Regions from separate parts of the Anas platyrhynchos genome. Here regions 2 and 3 are each linked to region 1. The links are chromatin contacts, called in public Hi-C maps. All regions are on one chromosome and are shown on one strand. Each heading gives the region's core, a stretch centred on a gene start, on an enhancer-like site or on the middle of the called end of the contact. The rest is flanking DNA. Distances are from core to core; before and after follow the strand shown.

The links. Hi-C and Micro-C count contacts between places; a contact is called where the count stands out from the background.
Region 2: a Hi-C map of F5 follicle shows a contact between it and region 1, with 2.3 times the contacts expected there. The contact joins the promoter of GADD45G here to the enhancer-like site in region 1. A contact is called at or near these places in 2 of 8 Hi-C or Micro-C datasets (F5 follicle and skeletal muscle).
Region 3: a Hi-C map of liver shows a contact between it and region 1, with 1.8 times the contacts expected there. The contact joins two enhancer-like sites. A contact is called at or near these places in 2 of 8 Hi-C or Micro-C datasets (liver and skeletal muscle).

What each region holds. Positions count from the first base shown.
Region 1 is chrZ:48,255,189-48,260,186 of IASCAAS_PekinDuck_T2T, reverse strand. No RefSeq gene overlaps it. Among named protein-coding and RNA genes, the nearest start is that of GADD45G, 44 kb to the right of the region's middle. Within about 2 kb of position 2,981, at least 2 of the 8 cell types and tissues checked have an H3K27ac peak or open chromatin away from gene starts, as enhancers often do. A contact at or near this core is called in F5 follicle, where this site is marked.
Region 2 is chrZ:48,211,535-48,216,532 of IASCAAS_PekinDuck_T2T, reverse strand. It overlaps GADD45G (growth arrest and DNA damage inducible gamma), which reads right to left and starts at 2,482. Exons shown (of 4, transcript XM_027446775.3): 1 at 2,289-2,482; 2 at 2,077-2,178; 3 at 1,777-1,990; 4 at 736-1,414. The coding sequence starts at 2,341. The coding sequence ends at 1,304.
Region 3 is chrZ:48,293,984-48,298,981 of IASCAAS_PekinDuck_T2T, reverse strand. No RefSeq gene overlaps it. Among named protein-coding and RNA genes, the nearest start is that of GADD45G, 82 kb to the right of the region's middle. Within about 2 kb of position 3,066, at least 1 of the 8 cell types and tissues checked has an H3K27ac peak or open chromatin away from gene starts, as enhancers often do.

The DNA of each region.
Region 1 (4,998 bases), core at 1,732-4,231:
TCTGAGGGATTTCAAGACAGCGCTTGCACACTTTTGGTTCTTTGACAGAAACATGCCACAAATGTCACTGGGAGAATGGCTGCCAGTGTCCTCAAGAAACTCACTTATGCTATATATGGGAACAAATCAGCCTGCTTTTTTCCTGTTCTGAATGGCAAATTGCCTAGAGATTACTCCCACATTGCTCTAAGAATTATAAACCTATGCTATGTAAGGCAAGAGTAGAAAATTTAGTTTTTCAGACCTTAGTATCAAATACCTGTTTTTTGTTGTTTTTTTCCATGATCATATAGCAACAGGGTTTGGGATTTTTTTGTGGGGAAATTCATACAAAGCTCGATGCATGCCTAACCCAGAATGATTTATCACTTCCACACATAGTAGCCATGTGTGTGGTTAACTGGCATTTGTTTTCTGTGGGCTCAGTGCTGTTCACCACATTTTCTCTCTGAGTTTTTTTCCTAATCCATGATCATGTCATGATGGGTAGTTCTACCTGTGGCAAGCTCAAGCAGATACTACACATAAAATGACACTTACCATGCTTCCACCAGCCTGTTAGCCTCTTTCTGCTGAAACTGAGTCACAGGGGTTTCCCTGGAGCCACTGAGAAAGGATTGCAGCTGAGGGATATTGGGAGCACAAGACATCATCCTGCACAACCCAGAGCCCCTGATGAAGCTCATGGCTCTGCCAGCCCTCCCTTGGTGGCTTCTGCTTCCCACCATCCAGCTCGTTTTGACCCCATACCAAGAGCTGACCTCCCAACATTTGGAGAAAACCCCACTGTAACATTTAATGTCAGGTAACACGTGGCTTAATCCAGCAAGCTAAGCATGGGGGGGAACGTGCTCATCTGCTCCAGGGTCCCCACTCACTGTCTGCTCCCTCCCCACCAAAGGAGGGACACTGACCTGATGCCCTTCACCTCTCACGGCCTTTCAGCTGTAATTACACTGCAGGTAGGGAGTCTTGCTGCCTGCCCTTGTGCACTCTTGTTGTCTCTTCTGGACAACACAGCACCATAGGTCTGCAGTAAGGCAGGGACTCTGTCCTTCAGGGATTGTGCAGAGCATTTGCCAGTCCTTTGTCATGAGGACAGCCCCTGCTGTACCGCCTGCCATCTCAAACATGCACAAGTCCAGCTGGAGGACAGAATAATTTTCACTGCCAGCAACACACATGTTTCAGCTTGCATTCCTACCATAGCCCTCCCTTCTGTCTTTCCGTGTTATCCTTAAGCTGGGGAGAACAAGGGTAGCAAGCAACAATCTCTGCAGATGTGGCCAGTATTACTACCCACATGGTACCAGGGAAGTCCGTGTAGCAATGCACTCTGTCACTTTACATGGCATCTATAACACACAAAATCCAGGGAAGAGCATGCATTAAATACTTCTTCACACTGCCATGGCAGCCACAGTTGAAGGATACAGTGTTTATGGCCCTATCCCTAGCAAACACTCAGCCCAGGGCTGCTCATACTTAAGAACATGGGTAATCTGAACCAGATATGATCGGAAAGATATGTGTATGTAGATGCATTTTTCCCCACACACCTTGCTGACAGACACACTATCTTTTTTTCCACTTATTTCAGGGATCATCTGCACAGGGGATTTCTGCCACTAGAGACCAGCTGGAGGTTGAACTTCAGCAACTGAAATCTCTTGTGCACAATCTCTATAACACTGCAGTCACTGTAATTTGCATGAGTAACTTTTACCCATTGCTTGGAGTTAGGACAGTCTATGATGTGAATTGTGGTTCTTTACACAGACTAAGGAAAAAGTGAGAGTACTTCATCTCTCCAGAAGCTTTAATCTAAAATGTAGGTGAGAAGCAATAACCTTTGGGCTAAGCATGCCCAGTTCAACAAGGCAAACAAGTGCATCGCTGGTCAGCCTGGTGAGCTGCGCCTCCCAGAAGACCAGCCCCAGAGGTCAAGCAGATTGGGCCAGCTGATATTCACCTGCTCCCCAAACGAGACAGCAAGAGGCAGAGAGAAAACAAATGGGACCCCATCGCTGCTGAACTGATGTTATCTGCGGGCAGCTGTGCCTTTTGTGCAAGGAGCACACAGTGCCACAATTTGCAAATGTCACTGATGAATTGCTGCTGTCTCTGCAGCACATTGTAAAGGACTGCCTGCTCTTAATTACCAGGACTTTGTCTTTTTGTAGCAGTAATGCAGTAATGCAATTTAGTAATGAGCAAACCTAGTCCCTTTGACAATTAACTTCACATTAAACAAAGCCTTCCCTGCTTTTTTCACATACTAGTGTATGGAGAAGAAATTCTGTGGTGATTGTAGTTTTTTGCTCAGATTTCTTAAATAGAGCACAAGAACATTACTACAGATGGAAAAATACAATCTAAGGTCCCGATTCAGCGGTACGTTTGAAGATATCAGGATAGAGGATCCATTCCAGGTCATTACAGGATGATGGTCAGCTCTGGGAGCAAACCAAAGAAGGGACAGAGGAAATTAAGACTCTCATATTTCAAAAAGACTTTAGTTAAACACACTTCTGGCTATGAACCACAAAATCTAGCTGCAACGTGTATGTCTTGGTTCCAATCCCAAACCTGAAAACTCTCATCGTGGACACTCTTATTCCTTCAACAAGGAGAACTAATAGTCAGTCATTCTAAAGCATTAATAAATTATTCTCCTTTTTTAACTTCTCACATTCTTGCTCTGCTGAATATGGGTTACTACTAGTGAGGGTGCAACTTGACCTGTTATATGCAGATAATGCTGAAGCACAGCAGTCACCCTCGTTCCAGTTTCAAAAACAAATTGTTCCAAAGGTCTTGGCTTTGGACTTGTATTTCATGCCCCACCACATTGTACAAAAGGAACAGTTTCAAATTTGCAGTATGAATGATATTGTGTCATAACACCCAGTAAGTGAGAAGTGAAGAGTGCTGCCTTGTGAGCTGATATCTCCACTTACTCCCCTTGTTTAGAAACAGTTGTATTACTGCTTTTCCCCCTCTAAACAGTCAGCATAAATGCCAGCAATGCTTGTTATTCTTCATGCTACTCTCAGCAAATTCTTCACTTTTTTTTTTTTTTTTTTTTTTTTTTTTTTTGTGTGTGTGTGTGTGTGTGACCAAATAGAGCTGATGTGGCTGGGACATGAGGTACCAGACAGTAGCCCCACTTCAGATCAGAACACGCTGTTAGGTGAACTGCATTTTTTGACATTCTCTGCTAAATCAGACCTTTTTCACAAGGCACTGTATGTGAGTCCTTTCTGCACCTTGCAGGGCTTGTGCACGTCTTTTTGCACTTCTGAATGCTTTGCAGGAGACTAGTAACAGCCTCAAGTTTCTGAGAAGCTCCCAGTCTGTACTTTGAACAGGCTGGCACATGAACGCTGTACAAACAGCAGGGAGAGCACAGAACAGCCTCAGCCCGTGCTGGCTTGGCAGGACATTGACACCACGAGTAAGCTCAGTAGTTTCTTAGGTTAACACCACAGAGATTAACCTTGTAGTGTCTTGGACTACTGAAACTTCTTTAAGTACTTTTTTTTTTTTCTTTTCCATCTGAAACTATAGAGTATGCCCTTTTATTCCCTGTAACAACAATCTGACATACTTACAATTTTGGCAAACTATCAAGGATTAATTTGACACCTGTGCTGAATGCCCAAGAGTGATTCAAGTTTTACTGCAGTGACTGTGGCCCAGATTACCATTCTACACCTGTTTTATATCAAATTGTTTCTGCCACCATCCATGGTGTCACGCCAGCTGTAGTTTTTTGTTTGACCAAAGAGAAGACAGCGCTGTATAATTATCAAAGGGCATTCTTGCATCTCTAGTTCAAACAGGATCAAAACGTCAGTCATTAACAGTGGTTCCAAGTGCACTGTTGTATTTTTTTTTAAATCTTTAGCATATTTTTGTTCATGCTCTGTATTCTGTTTTTCAGACATACACGCATATGGTTTTATCACCCCAAATTCCTTGTTTTCTGGGAATGACAGCACAATGCTTAAGTAGAATGCAGTCTCTCTCAAATTTTAGCACAACTCCAATCTTTCACCTTCAAATGACTTCAAAATCATATAGGAAAAAAAAAATCATAATTTGAATGAAAAAAATGCACATGCTTTCATTAAGTTGATCTCTACAGAATCATGTCACAGAAAAAATGAAAGAAAAAATGCAACTACAGTGGCTTAAATATATGCTGCAAATACAACTAATGGTTGTATTTAATAATAATCACCATCATCATCATAAATGACCAGTAATCCTATGAAACAAAAAGACATCTTTCATCTGGATGCACAGGATTTTTTAGGTGATATACAGGATCATTGCTCATATGCCAGTATTTTCTTTACGTTCTGTAGACAAGGCTGGAATGCTGATCTAACTGGTGAGTACAAAGACACTGCCTGGGAGGTGTCACGCTACATCACGCTGATGATAACCCAACATCCGCCGTAAAAGAGGCATTTTACAAGAGTGTGATCCAACCAGCTAAACCCAGCCCGTGTCTGCTTCTGTCTTGCCCAACCTCCTCCTCCCTAAAGAAGGCAGAAAATGACTGTTCAGGCAAGCTGGGCTCTCTGAGGAGCCGAAACCTTCATCTGTGCATGGCACAACCCTCCTGTCAGCAGCCAGCCCATGAAGGGTGGCCGTGAGCTGGGATCCTGCCCCAGCTCAGCCACCCTTTTGTGCTGAAGGCACCACAGATTTCTTCAGACAAATTACTGGGGTTATTTGAGGTTTTATCAGTGATTAAATGGCTATTGACAGCTATGTCTATGCTGTGGGGTGGTTTTGTTTTGCTTTTTCCTCCTACTGTTCTTATTCTTTTGCAAAGTCATCTTGAAAGTATAAAGCACTAATAAATGCATTAATATTTCTGTCATTTTGCTCTTTGGGGCCTACATTCTTCAAATTTCACCATCTCACATGCAGCTTGATCTGCTTTAGTTACTCCCTTCTTTGACCATAACATGGTCAATCATG
Region 2 (4,998 bases), core at 1,233-3,732, 43 kb after region 1:
GATGATATTTTTTTCCCTTTTCACATAGAGAAAAATTGGTGTCCCCCCCCATATTAATTTTTCATGACAAGATCTCTGAGAAAGGCCACCCCGTCCTTAAATTGTTTTGGACTTAATTTGGAGTTGTCGTGCAATTCAGTTTCACAAAATTGCCTTCTGGAGTGACAGCTCCTATTGTTGGAGCATATGGCAATCAGAGGGCAGCTTGTGGCAGATGTGATGTTTATTCTCTATTAGCTAGTTTTCAGTCTAACTATGTCATTCTAGTCAAAGCAAGTGTAAGATGTATTTGACATCTAAGGAGTTCTGCAAGCCCCCATCATGTCTAAACTGCTTCTGTCAAGTGGCAACACCACAGCTCTGAATGAGTAAGTCATATTCAGCAAGTAATGATGCCATTTACTGGAGGTCTGTATTCCAGAAAATCCATGTTCCTAACATGTATTGTGTTCCTTCAGCAGACTACAAAGACCACCTATTACAATAAGTGAGCTCATTAAGCATGCAGCTCCTTAGTCTTGCAAGCTGTTGCGATAAGCAGCTGTTGCAGAGGGTGAAAGGTTGAATTATCAACTTGGAAAGCATAGCTCTTCATTCAGCTGACCCGAGAGAGAAAGTGTTTGAGCAATGGCCCCGTTGCTGTGGTATATACCTTTGACTACAGCCCATGAGCAAAACATGAGTGGTATTTCAGTGACATGCTTCCCCACCCAGTAAGCAAGACACTCCCAGAAATTAATTGTCAAAAATTTATTATGAAAGCTTCAATAGCAGCAAATATTTCAATAAAAATTATTGCATTATTAAACCAGTTCTGCAGAGTGGCCCAGAGGCCTGTTGAAGTCTGCTTTAAGAGTCTCTATATCCCCCTTAGTAATCAGTCTCTAATAGTCCATCAAATACTGGAACTTCCTTTTCTCCATGTTTTATAGACAGCGCCAACAGTTCTAGTTACAGTACTCTGTCCAGTCCTTCTGTAAAGTTTTGGCCCACTTCCCCCAACTTTCTCTGTCTTCTGAAACAGCTCCTCTCGACCAGGAAACTTGCAATACTTGTTTCAGTTCCATGGTATGTCAGCCTCCCCACCGCAGCTGCAGCCTACTGAGGCTCACTGGTGGGGTGAGCTGTTCTTTTCTTCTTTCTCCTCTGTAAGAGCCCACTGCATGCCAGTCTGAGTGACCTTAATCCAGTCTCTTGACCAGGCTAATCCATGGAATCAGCAGCTTGTTGCACACTTCGGTGAACCAACACCACGTTGAGAATGCAACAAAGGTTTCAGCCTCCCCGGTGCGCTGGGTCACCATCACTCGGGCAGGGTGATAGTTGGCACCCAGTCATTGACATTTCGGCTCTCTTCACAAAAGAAGTTCAGCTTTTCTAGAGCTGGGTCCTTCCAGCCATCCTCATTTGGGTTCTGCAAGAGGGAAAAAAAAAGTTGCACACCATGAGAACTGCCTGCCAGCTGAAGTCATGACATTATTTACAGAAGCATTGACTTAGTAAGTGAGGTATTTTCAGATAGCTTCTGTCCCAGCACGGGGAAAGCAGGAAGCAGAGCTGTCACCCTTGCGGGCAGAGGAAATCCACAGTTACGAGAAACGTAGCCTACTACTACTCAGCAGATTGGCTCTCAGGCACGTGTGCCAAGTCCCCTTTCTCTGCCCAGAAGAGGATCCAGCCACCTGCAGGCAGCGTGGCCACCCTGTGCAGAGGCTGTGCTGCAAGCAGCAGCGCAGAGAGCCCCCCCCCAGCCCCTCGCCACCCGGGGACACCCACCGTGATGAGGATGCAGTGGAGGTCCCGCGGTTCCCCATCCTCCTCGCTGGGCCCTACGACTGCTGCCAGCTTGGTCACATCGTTGACCCGCACGATATCGATGTCGTTCTCACAGCAGAAGGCCTGGATGAGGGTGAAGTGGATCTGCAGGGCGATATCCCCCTCGTCCTCCTCATCGGCCGCCAGCACGCAGAAAGCCACATTGTCGGGATCGCTGCAAGAGGCGAGGCGAGGTTAGGCTCTGCGGACCGTGCTGCAGCCCCCCGCCAAGCCCAGCCCGGCCCCCGCCGCCCTACTTACACATTCATCAGCTTGGCCGACTCGTAGACGCCTGCCGTGAGGCAGCCGCGGCGCTGCGCCGACACCAGCAGCTCGTGGAGGGCCTTGCCGGCGCCCTGCATCCTGCGAAGGGGGAGACGGGCACGGTCAGTCAGCGCGGCGCCAACGGCCTCACCGCCGCCCAACCGCCGCAACGGCCGCCCAACCGCCGCCCCGCCGCCGCCGCTACCTACCAGTCGCTGCCCGCGGGCACTGGCTCCTGTCCGTGGGTCTCCTCCAGAGTCATAGCAGCGGGTGGATAAGGACAAGCCGCGGCGGCGCCGATCGCTCCCAGCCGGCACCGAGCCTCGCTGTGCTGGGCTCCGCTCCGCTCCTCGCCACCCGCCGATCCGAGCGGCTCTGCGCCGCCCGCCCGCCGCCCGCCCCTATTTATAGCCCCGCGCCGCCGCGGCGCCGGCAGCTGCCGGCGGGTGCCGCGCTCCCATTGGCCGGCGGCGGGGAAGGGGGAGGGGGCTTTTGTCATGCTAATGGGCGCGCGCCTAGGAGGGAGGGAGGGAGGGGAGGGGAGGGGGGGGGAGCGGGCGGCTCGTGCCGGCAGGACACGTGGGGCGGGGGAGGGGCGGCGGGGGCACGCGCCGGGCGGGGAAGCCCGCGCGCGGCCGGGAAGGGGGGGGGAAAATGGCGGGGGGGGAGGGGAGCGGCAGCGGGAGCGCGCACGGGTGTGTGAGGAGGCGGCCGAGCAGCCGGGCCCTTGGCGTGTAAAAGCAGCTCCCTGCCGCATAACACACTGAGCGCCCCCCCATGTAGCCCCCAGTAACGCAGCACAGCGGGACACAGCGAGCCCAGCAGCCGCTGCAGGCACCCGGGCGCCGTGAGGCGTGTGGGGAGCCCAGCGGTGCCCCGCTGCCCGGCTGTGGGTTCAGCGCCCGTCCCCTCACGGTGCAAAGCAAAGGGGCTTGAAACGGGCAGAAATCAGGCCCAGCAGCCTGTAGCGGATGCAGAAGGTTAACACGTGTGAGCACCAAAGTCACAACCCCACACATGCAGGCCTATGGGCGCAGCGGCCCTTCCACGCGTAGGCCTCCACGTCTTGCCCAAAAGCCTTGGCGTCAGGGCTTCCCCTCACGGCAGCGCTCACATCGCGCCGTCATCCCGTCTCTCCTGGCACAGACGGTGCCAAAGGCCACAGGGCATGACCAGACGCCTGGTCCAGCTCGTTTCAAACCAGGATGCCAACATCAGGCCTCCCGAGCAGCCCCGGGGGTGCAGGAAGGAGCTGTGCCTGCCCCTGGTCCCGTCCCTCTCTTTCCTCCGGTTTTGAAGCAGCCAGCTCCTCGGACTCTGCTGTCTGCAGAGCAAACTCCAGCTTCAGTGGACATCATGCTCCACTACTCACTTACTTGGTCTTTGCCTCCCATGTCTTTAATATATAGGAAAAAAAAGAACTCCATCTTATTCACTTTTTAGCATTGCTGCCCACGAACACCCAAGTAAGCATGCTGAATGTTTTGCTCTGGCAGTGGAAGTTACACCCCCCATTGCCCTAGGACACTTGAGCACGCTCAGGTGGATGTCAGTGTCCCCAGTGCACTTACAAGCCCAATGCTAAGCACCAAAATTCACTCCTGCAAATGCAGCCCAGTATGGTCTGTGCATTTGATGGGAAGCTGAGAGGCACCAGTTCTCTGCTGGATCAGCTGCTGAGTGCTGGAAGCCATCCTGCAGATCAGGGTGGGAATATCACTTGGCAGTCCTACTGCCAAGAATACGTGGATTTTGACATTAAATTTGACAGCACCGGTATAATGCCAGTGCCACTTCCATAGCAAGAAAAAAGAAAAAAAAAAAAAAAAAAAAGCTAGCCTAAAGCTCTTGGGTTTTTTACCGGCAGCTACAGCACATGAACAAACACCTCTCAGACAAACGTGATGCTGCATTCAAAGTAAAACTCTGACCTCTGGTGGACTTGTAAAATACTACTTCTACAAAAAATAATCGCCAGCCCAAAGGCATATGACGCCTAGATTCAGTGCCTGATCTCATCCCCTTAATGTTTCTGGAGAAAGCTTAGGGGAAAAAGAAAACAAACAAACAAAACAAAACAAAACAAATCAGTATTTCTTCGATGAAGAAAGCCCTTAAAACAGCAAACGGGAAAACAGCCTCCTAATCTTATAAAAAGTCAGGTGCAGAGTATCAGGGAAATAATAATGTATTCAATTACGGCAAAGGCAATGTAACATAGCAGGAAATAGCAGACACGACAGCAGATAGATTACACCCTTGTTTTGCTGGTAATACACATGATTTTGTCACAGTTAAGTGAGTAAGATAGTAACATACTGCCAAGCAAAAAGCAGCAGACACAGACATCACTTCTGCCTAAGGGAGAGGAGAATCCAGACTTCTGCACTGGAAAAAGCAAGCTAGCAAGGTAGCAGCTGTCCCAGACGTGGGACACTTCAGCCTGTCTGGTGCTTTCCTGGCCCCTGCTGCATGCCTGGAGTTCCCATCTGAAAGATGCTTTTCACCAAGAGATACTACTTCTCCTTTCAGTATAGGTGGAGCACCTCCAACCCGAAATCTTTTCAAAACCATCAGAACTTCTCTTCCTGTTCCAGTCCTCCACCTGGTCAGCCCTATTGTCCTCACCCAGCAACCTTTTTCTCCAAATACTGCATCTCAGAAGATAAAAATGAAACCAAAATCCTCTCGGTGAAACCTGCAGGTTTTAAGGAGTAAGGCAGAGAGCTCCCTCTGTCGATACTCTTTGCTCGGTGGCACTTTAACCACAGAAATGTCACCTGCCAAAACCAAACACCCCTGATTTATAGCTATCAAAGACTTATGGTATCAACAACGGTTACTTTATAGGTATCAAAAACTTAGGTATCGACTTAATGAGAAATAAGGGAATTAAGACTTTCTGTAGTGCCTTCTTTT
Region 3 (4,998 bases), core at 1,817-4,316, 39 kb before region 1:
ACCTCCCACTCTCAGACCAACAGCCACGCATGTGCAAGTACAGGACATGCAGAAATGTCACTTGAACAAGAGGTGAAATCGCCAAGCTCCTGTGAACATTCAAATATAAGACTTATAGCTGTTTGGCTGCAGATCACACCACTTAAAGAATAGAAAACCTTTTGAGCAAACAATGCCTGATCACACCAAAGGAAAACAAGTACTATAACTCTGCAGCCATCTGTCCCACTGCAGAGAGGAAAATTTACTTCTGCAAAGCAGCAGCACAGGGCATAGGCCCCATCCAGCTGCAGCCAGAGCAGTGTGCTACATGGAGCTGCAGTCAGACTCAGGGTTACGACCACCATGTGCAGGGCAAATGTGAACACGTGCACACAGGGCTACAGGATTACTTTATCAAGCCTAAAAATGCAGCTAACTGGGTGCCCAGGAGCGATGTTTTGCACCCAGTGCTCCCGCCAGCCTTGCTGCTGCTCCAGACCCTGGGCAGCCTGCGGACAGGGCCAGATGTGACCCGGCTTGCAGCATTACGAGGCTAATGCCAGTCCCGCACATGCTGGCTCGGGGGCACAGATTTAAAATGCTCCTGTGGGTCTCCCTGATCACTGGCCGTCAGAATGAAAGATCACCAGTGAAGTCAGTGCTGCAGAACATTGCTTTCTTGCAGCCAGAAAAGAATTTGTACACAGGCAGTTCTTAAAACACTGCAAGTTAAGAAAATGTTCCTGCTACTCAGATGTATACTTCACAGCAAATACTCAAGCTTTTGACAGAAAATCAAATATTATCATTTTTTTCTGACATAGGACTCCTCAAGAAAGAAAGATTTTGACAGCTGCAGATTTCACACATGTCAAAAAAAGCACAGATACATTCCTGGTTTTAGAAGACAGAAAATGAAAGGAACATTTAATCATGCAACAGCTCAGACAGGGTTCTTAGCCCAGGGCTAAAACTTAGGCTCCGTGTACTATAATAATTCCCGGACTCATTAACTGTTCTACAGCAGGTGACCATGGAGATCTCAGGCAGAGGAAGTGCACTAGCACTGTGGGGCCAGCTATCACCTTTATAAATAAAAAGCACATTAATATCATTCCTTGCCTTAGAAGACTTACTGTAGCGATGCAAGCACAGTCTCTGGACTATTTCCTATTACTGCAGAATTAATCTCTTTGTAGTTCTAACTAAATTTATATTTTAAAAAATATTATAAGCTCCAAACCACAAGCTATTTTTCATCTTTACAAAACAAATAAATTCTAGGAATCTTTTTAGGATTAACTTTTTTGGCAGCACCTTGCAGATATAAAGATCAGTCACTGAAAGATTATTAAAGAATTTTGTTTCCTGGAACTATTTTTTTTCTTTTTCCTGCAAAGGCTGCTCTTCCAAAATTGGTGTTAGATATTCGAACATTTTAAAAAATGTGGATCCTATTCTGACATTAAACATCATAAAGAGCAGTACCTGTATCTTTGCCTATTCCTTGTAAATTTGCCTCTGACAACTTCATATGTTATTCTCATTATCACTCCATATGTTCAGTCTCAGAAATTTAGTATGTAACTGCAAGAATAAGGAAATCCCCATTTAACAGAAAAAGAGAGAGAAAGAGAGAGAAATTGGAAGAAACCTTCTTGGTGGGTTAAGCAGCTACTCATTGACATTAAAAATAACAAAAAGGAGGCAATTAAGCCTCACTAGTTCTTATCTAAAAATTAAAAGCACAACTGCTGCAAAGAGTTGTTAAGAAATATTTGTGTGACCCTAAATTATTTGTAGTTAGCAATGTAAAGCAGATAGCCGCACACACCTCATTTTATAATCTCATGCAAGGGCCCATCCCATCTTACAAACAAACAAAAAAGGATGCAAACCAGCAGCATCGGGGCTCTCAGATTTGGTTCATACTTCTCCACATGGTACTTCAGATGTGTGGAGCAATGGCATTAGGAAAATAAAACCTATACCCTAATTTTCATGACCTTTAATCAAATAATCCCAACCGCATAGGCTCCAAGATGACCAAGTCTTATTTTGAAATGAGCACACATGCATGCTCCAATATGACCCTTGTTTTCTGCAGCAGAGGTCTGCTCATAGCTGTCACAGGCACACCTCAGGGAGCTTTTCTGGCAGCTGTGCAACCTGTTTGGCAGAAGTCACTGCAGACACTAGGATGACAGGTTAGTTTTGAGGTTGCCTTCCCTTAACACACCTTCATTCAGTGAGGGTGTGTGTCAAGTCAGAGCTTTCCTCTGACAGACTCTTCTTCCCTTCATCCCTGCCCAGACATTTTGTTCCAGGCCCCTCTAGTGCTTTGAATCAGAAATAAAACCTTTTATGTATTCCCACTGCCTCATGAATTCCCAAGAATTCTTCCAAGGGAAGCTGAGGTGCGGCTCCCAACCAGCTGGGCACCCAGGCAGGGGGTGCAAGCAACTGCGGGTCCCTGTCCCTGCATGTCCTACAGCCCTTGGGCTGCAGCCCCTGCCACTCACACTGCTCCTTCCCCCGCTTCCTGACACTTCAAAGAGGACAACTGCATGCTCGGCAAGAAACATCAAACGCAGCAGGTGAGTTTCCCCCAGCCACTCTTACTCTCTTTGATAGCCCTCTCTGAATGCTTTCTGGCTCCACATCCCCACTGAACCTTCCTTTTTGCCAGCATGCACAAACAGTTCTGTCTTTGCCTTTAGTCTTTTTTTTTTTTTTTTTTTTTTGAGACTCAAAGAGCCAAGGTCAAAAGAAAATTAAGGTAACAGTAACAGTTATGTCCTGCTGCTGCTCAGTGTGTGAGGTCTGTGTGGTCCCACAGAAAGCAGTGCATGCGTGAGGACTGGGGAGTGCAGTGGGAAGGATGCCAGGCTCGTCACTGAGGGGCTGCTCTGTATCCATTTGCTTTCTTAGTTTAACATGAGTGAGTATTAGAGAAAGACATTGTGCCTAACAAGACTGGAAGAAGACACTGTGTGATTTCAAAGCAATTACAAAACATGCATGTGCTTAATTTGAGTGCTTTCCTGGAGTTACACAAGCACACACAGCTCTGACCCTCTGTGTCCTGCAGGAAACCAGCAAGCTTTGCTCAGGAGGCCAAGGGAGGTGGCACCGTGCCCAGACAGCCGTGTTTATAGAAGTCCCAGAGAGCTGTTGACCTACTACACATGACTCCAAAAACTGCCTTGCTGCTCGTCGTGCTTCCTCCATGGAGGAAACAGCACTTGGCAGAAAAGACTCATAAAAACAGAGGCTCATAAAAACAGAAACAGTGGCCATGCTCCACACACTGCATGTGACAGCGTAAATGGTATTTACCAGGACAGGCAAGCGAAACCTAGCCCTGCAAGTTCATTGCAGCTACATTTCTCAAGTGGCAAAGACCCCTTAAAGGAAAACCCCGGCAAGGGTTTAAAGTGCTATGAGTCTCTATGTGCCACCCAGGAGCTGGTATTTTTATCTTTCCTAGTGCCTCTCCAAATGTCTCAGGAGTCTGGGGTTCATCCTGTGTTTCAGTGAAACTACTGCAACTGTGCAGCTCAGTTCATACAGTGAAAGGGCACTAAATAGCCCTGAAATATCAGGTGAAACATACCCATGTTGTTTAAACAAAAAGTAGTTCATTCACTAATGCAACAGGTATCTTAATGAGAAATCTCTTAACGAGAAATCCGCATGTTTTGAATTATTCCCCTGTTTAATCTTATAAAATCAAATAATTAATATCCTGCTAAGGGCAAAAATGCACTGTGGCTTGCCCCAGTTTTCTAGGCAAAGCCAGCAGGACAGCTCTCCAGCTGAACACTGGCACGAACCAGCCACGTGCTATTCACAAGACAACACCAAGTCCCTATGGGAGAGCCCCTCATACCTCTGGCCTGGCACAAGGATCCTGGCAGGGCAGGTGGGGATGGCAGAGCCCCATCACACCTTATGAGCCTCCAGACTGGAGAAAGGGGCCCCGGGACTCCTGGAAACAACACACTGCTTGTACCCGCAGCATCTCAGGAGCTGACCTCATACAGCTATTGCACCTGCCTCCCATATACTCGTGTTTTTTTCCCCAGACACCATGCACCAAAGATATCAGCATCTTTCTTTTACCCTGGTCTTTTAAAGAAAACTTGTCACCTACATTTTGTTATGTGTTTTTGTGATGAATAAGAGAAGGCATAAATAAAATCTATGCTTTCTGCATTTAGCTGAGAACCAGAAATCCTTACTTATCTGCTACGTTACAATGAAGGATAAAACTGGTTATTCTTTTAACAGTTACTGCAGGGACCGCAAATTTCTTGAGTGTTATTGAAAGTTTCATCTTTGCTTTTGACTAATATGGGTATTTATCAGAATAAATCAGCATCCGCATTGAATTAAGAGAGAGAATATATGTATATGCTGAGTGAGAGTGTCTACATATAACAGGAGTTACCATACACTAAACTTGCTTGAAAACAGTCTCTGAAATCAAAATGCTGACTCACAAGAGCATAGTTAAGCAGTTACATAAATTGTTCAGTGCTTTCTAAAAATTGAAAAAAAAATGCCATGTTGGAGGGTCTGTGGGGTCAGTGGTGTTTCCCAGTGCCAGGGTTTCCTGACAAAGTGATGTGAAGACCAAGACTGTTGTGAAAAGAGGAAAAGAATTGTGAAAATATTAATTCTAGGTGTGTGCACTAAGAAATAATTTCCCAGTTGTGTCTGTACAACACTGCTCAGCATTTATCTGCACTGCAGATGATAAAGCAGAAATGCATCTCTTTCGGAACAATGGGACCTATTGATAAGGGTTTCACCAGAGGAAAATGCCACATACATTCCTGACTCCTCTAACAGGTGGCTAAGAAGCAATGCTGTTGCTAGAATATTAGCACCATTTGAAACTTGGACAAATGGCTTGATTAGCAAAGGCTAGTCATTTCAAACTTCATTGTGTTTTTCACTGAAATTAGAGATTTTGATCCCTCAAAAAGCCAAGCGCATTGCTGGAAATTA